2 separate regions of the Xenopus laevis genome follow, and region 2 is linked to region 1. The links are chromatin contacts, called in public Hi-C maps. All regions are on one chromosome and are shown on one strand. The core of a region is the stretch at or near the end of the contact, and the rest is flanking DNA. Distances in the headings are between cores, read along the strand shown. Region 1 holds the start of asb18.L (ankyrin repeat and SOCS box protein 18). Region 2 overlaps agap1.L (ArfGAP with GTPase domain, ankyrin repeat and PH domain 1 L homeolog).

What was found. A called contact is a pair of places that touch in the nucleus more often than the background predicts.
Region 2: a contact with region 1 is called in a Hi-C map of the XL177 cell line, with 3 times the contacts expected there. The contact joins the enhancer-like site here to the promoter of asb18.L in region 1. A contact is called at or near these places in 2 of 4 Hi-C or Micro-C datasets (the XL177 cell line and the XTC cell line).

Annotation. Positions count from the first base shown.
Region 1 is chr9_10L:83,173,114-83,175,813 of Xenopus_laevis_v10.1, reverse strand. It overlaps asb18.L (ankyrin repeat and SOCS box protein 18), which reads right to left and starts at 1,397. Exons shown (of 5, transcript XM_018236073.2): 1 at 1,122-1,397; 2 at 97-364. The coding sequence starts at 1,353.
Region 2 is chr9_10L:83,412,224-83,414,923 of Xenopus_laevis_v10.1, reverse strand. All of the region lies in intron 1 of agap1.L (ArfGAP with GTPase domain, ankyrin repeat and PH domain 1 L homeolog), which reads left to right. Among protein-coding and RNA genes, the nearest start is that of agap1.L, 92 kb to the left of the region's middle. Within about 2 kb of position 1,408, at least 1 of the 7 cell types and tissues checked has an H3K27ac peak or open chromatin away from gene starts, as enhancers often do.

The DNA.
Region 1 (2,700 bases), core at 148-2,647:
CAGGTTTGCTAATAAATAGTTTCATTTATTTTATATATTTTTTTTTTTGTATTTATATTATACATTTTATTATTACCAGTGATCCACTTTTCATACCTTAAGGAACCAAGGGTGTCACAGTAGTGTAGCGGGCTTAGTCCATCATCACTCAGCTGATTGGGGTTGGCTCCATAGTCTAACAGTAATTGGACACAGTCTGCATGTCCCCCAGCACAAGCTTCATGTAGGGGTGACCTCCCTCCAGGAGCAGCATTGGGGTCAGCGCGGCGATGAAGGAGGTAGCGAACACATTCACTGTAGCCATGGGCACTGGTGATGCAAAGTGGAGTGGTGAGCTCTTGTGTATATTCTAGGGTCCACAGACCTGAGGGGTAGTAATAGATAAAATTAGAGATAATAAACGCAATAAGGGAAGCAAATGTTCAAAGAGTGTAAAACATTGTATTACTGGGGAGTGTATGGACAGAAGTCTGAATGAGGACAGAAGCATAGGTAATGCTAGCTCATTAGATTATATACAGTTCCACTTCTATGACTATGAATATGAACTATGAATTTGCCCTCACAGATCATTTTTGTTAAAACATGTAACTTTGGCTCATTGCACTACTCCAAGTTCAACATATCCCTATTTTCAACATATTCTGCTCCCAGTCACACATGGCTCCACCCAATAATATATTCCACAGCTCCTCAGGACTGTCTAATGCCAGACAATTCCTCAGAATATCACATACCCAGCTGTTCTTTATCTACTGTAGTGAAAGTGCCATCAGAAATCCTGGAGCCCCAAATGAGTTAAATTCAAGGCACTTCCCTCCAAGGGGTACCAGCAGGCCCAGGTGGACTCTGCCAACTTACAAAAAGACCAACTGAATACCACACCTGACTATGATCCTGACCTGTCCATGTCACAGCCCATTATGCCCAAACATGTGCCCCAAACCCTACAGGCATCCTGCAACCCTGGCCAGTCTAATGTAAACTGGAAAATGAAAGCAAAGTTGTTGGTTGGTTGTTACTGAAAACTTTACGTGTGCAATTCAAGACCTATGTTAGTAAATAAATCCTATTATGTTGTCGTATTCTAATCCCACCAAGCTAGTCAACAAGCAGAGTACCTGCAAGGCCAAACCTTGCCGGGGGCTGTGCCTGATACCCCAGTTCTCCTCCCTTGACCTCCAACGCGCAGTTTTCATGCCTGGCTCCTAGTATTTGGATAATGTTCAGATCTCCAATTTCCAGAGCAGCATGGAATATATTTTCTGCCCCCAGATGAGCCTGGAAATCCATTTCTGTGTTATCCTTTAGGATTTGAACTTTGCACAATGCTTGATTCCTGACACTCTCCATCTGAACACCAGCTCTGCCCTCACTGATTCCTAGGCTGCCCTGCTACCTGCTGAGTATTTATAGGTCACTATATGTGTGTGTTTATATTTCTGTTTATGAGAAACACAGGGGAGGTGATAACTGCAACAAAGGGTCCCAGGTCACATGCTGACAAAAACAAAGCTTGTGATTATTAATGTCGGCATTGTGCCCAGGCCTGCATTCCTCTCTTGCTGCATTATTATAAATATAGACCAGGAGCCTATTGCCAACACACAGTCCAGTGACAATGGACACATCTCGTGTAATTATAGAAATATTCGGCTGGGGCAACAAAGGCATCAATCATGGAAATGAAGAATTTCCTTCACATTGACAAAATACCATTTGAATCGAATTATTACTTATGAACATATTGCAAACCCTACAATAATGCATATACGCTTGCTTGGGATTTAAGGGTCCATAATCTAAACCCAGGTTTTGACCGATATTTTTGTCACAAGGCCAAAGACTGAACCATAATGGGACTGTATGGAGACCCATCAGGAGTTTCAGCCTGATATTAATAAGACAGGACCTCCCAAGGGTCCCATACACAGGCCAGTAAGCTTTGGATATGGCACTTTATATTAAATAATATTAGAAGTGGACAATTAGGGGCATTTTGACTTTCTTACTGTTTTTATAAAGATGAAAGCAGCGTTTAAAACAACCTACATTCCAATGCCTCAGATGTCGTGTATTTCTGAACAGCACCTTAAAGCTGTACAGACATTTTAGAACATAAAAATCAAGCTTTCTAGAAAAAGTGATGCATTTTCAAAACTTTGCTTCATGTAAATGTTCAGGAACAATCATTGTTTCTTGCTGTTTTTACGTGTGATTATTCTTTTGTCAAATTTTCCTGCAATTTACTAAATCAATTTTCATTCTGCTGTTTTTCAAAAATAAGCTGTTCTGAGGTGGAATAAATATGGGTACATTTTCTTATAATGGTGATTTATGGGAAATGCTTGCTAAAGAGCAATTTTTATTTTCCAGAGAAACTAAATTTTAGTGAATCTTCACCTTAGTGAACATTGTGTGTAAATATTTAATGGGGTTGTTCACCTTTGAGTTGAAGTTAAGTATGCTTTAGAGAGTGATACTCTGAAACAATTTTCATGTTTTATTATTTGTGGGTTTTTACATTATTTTTTTCTCCAGTTTGCAACTAAAGCAATCTGGTTTCTAGGGTCCAATTTACCCTAGCAACCATGCATTTTGAATAAGAGACTAGAATATAAATAGGAGAGGGCCTGAATGGAAAGTTGAGGAATAAAAAGTAGCAATAACAATACATTTGTAGCCTTACTGAGCATTTGT
Region 2 (2,700 bases), core at 159-2,658, 240 kb before region 1:
TTGCATTCAACCCCCCCCCCCCCTCACTGCTCCAAGATTCCTTAGGGGACCTGCCCCACAATTCGGTAACCATTGGTCTATGGGGACAACATACGCATACAGTAAAGGCACATGGGAAATTTGTAGAGAAATGCTGCCATCACAACTTGTCCTGTCTAGTGACAAGTACAATCGTTTGAAAACTTGAGTTCTACACATCTTACTAGATATCAGGCACACTGGCAGCAATTCCCATGAATTGGTCATTTTTTGTTGCCCTCCCTCTGAGTGATAAATTGCTGGGGCAACAAATAACTATGCGTGTGTGTGTATGTGTGTACAGTTATAGCACTTGCATAAACTTGCATTATTAAAGCATAGGGAAAAAATTAATTTGGGACAATACCAAATCTGCCACCACAGATCTGATGAAAATACCAAAGCAAGTCATTATGCTAATTCTGAAAAAATAATCAACCAAGGACCCTCAGATATTGCTAGACTACACCTTCAGTGGGATATGGGGAGCTGTAGTTCAACAGAGTCAGGGATTGTATTAAAGCAAAATATATGCAAGCATCTGTAAGTAAAAATGTTTGGAAACTACCCAAATGTAACATGAAAAAGGAACAGATAAAAAAACAATTCTCAGATTCATTCAAACCCCAGAGCAAATCCCGGTCTCAGCGCATCCCTGATTAGAATTAGTAACCCAGCCCAGAGCATCATGTACTAAGCCTGCACTGCCCTATTTCCTTTTTAGATTCTGTCAGACTGATGGATGCGCAGAACAGACAGAGTGCAGGCAGATTTCTGACCCAGCCACTAAACGTATTAGCATGACACACAGGAGCCTGCATGCAATTGACTGGTGTCTCATCCCTGTCTGTCCAGCCGGCTTCATGCAGTATCATTTTCAAGATTCATGGAAACTTCCACTTCAATTAATAAAATGTCTGTTCGTAGCTCCCTGTAGTGAGGGTTACCCCTACGCTTGCAAGGGGTGATTAAGCTGCGGCACTATACATTACATGTTCTCTCTCTCTGCGTGAGTGTGGGCATCTTAGCATCCTATTTAGAGGTGTTACTCCTTTGTATAATAATAACATGCATTGTTAGGAAATAGATATAATTATCTCCCTCTCCTTAGAGAGGCAAGTCTGTCTGAGCAGGGTCATTTTCCCTTTAATTCTCTGTCTGATCAGTACATGAAGCATTCAGAGATGCTAGTGAATCCCTGTAGGGTGATTGGTACAGAGGGTAGAATGCGACATGGTGCATCCTCCGGGAGATAAAAGGCTTTCTGTTCCCTGGGTACAATCTCTGGAGATGGAAGATTTTGCAGACAAAGAGCTGCATGCAGAGAGTCGTATCCCCTTGGAAGCTTTGCTCCTAACCTGGGCCATGCAGTCATTATTTCCCTAATCCCTCCTCTTATCGCTCAGCCAACAGCGGTGCCTGCTTCAGGAGTATTTGTTGTTCTTGACCAGCTTTTGAAGCCCCCTCGCTCTTTCCAGTTGTTGCCATGGAAACAGCCTCACACGACCCATCCCCCTCCTCTCCCGTTAGCCGATCTCTTAATTATTTGAAATGAATCTGTGCTGAAATGAATGTATGCTAAGGATGGGTGTATGGAAGTGGAATATTGTGCTACTGCAAAAATTGTGCCACACGCTTGCAGGGTTTTAGATAATCACTGCCATCCAGCAGACAATATCACAATAATACATGAAACAGAGAATCTGATATCAAGGACAGAGGGAAAAAATAAGCACGTTATTGTTGTTTTAGAGCCAAAGGCTGCAAAAAATCTATGATTTGGGAGGATGTACGAACGGGGGATTAATGACTTTAAAACCCTTCTTCTTCAAAAGTGACTAGTTTTCCTTGAATTAAAATAAAAATGCAATTCCAAATGGCTTTGATACGAATAGTTGCCCTTGTAGTGTTGTTCATATTCTGTATATTACATTTTTACTGTATTATACTTTTATACATATATATATATATATATATATATATATATATATATATATATATATATATATATATATATATATATATATATATACACATATATATATATATATATATACATATATATATATATATATACATATATATATATATATATATACATATATATATATATATATACATATATATATATATATATATATATATATATACATATATATATATATATATATATATATATATATATATATATATATATATATATATATATATATACATATATATATATATACATATATATATATATATATATATATATATACACTAATACCATTCATTTTTTTTTTTTTTTACATATTTTCACATCTCTACAGTTTAAAAAAAAAAAACTTTTGTTATTATTGATCCTGACATCCTGAAATTGGCTGTCCTACCTGCCTGCAAGTCTGTCTTTATTTTCATCGACAGTACCTGCATATCACATTTAGTGCAGTGTTATAATATATACAGATGAAATTAATCAAAAGCATATTGGTGCTTTCTACCGACAGCACAAATAAACAAAATTAACCCTTTTATGCAAAACATAGCCCACAGAAAGCCCCTCAACAGCATGGAGTCCTCCATGGCTCAGGAGCTTGCATTTCAAGCTATGCCCTTCACAGGTCAGCAGCTCCTTGGGAGTAGAAATGGTCTGTAGGCCTATCAAGAAGCGTATTTCTAAACATCACTTCACTTATGACA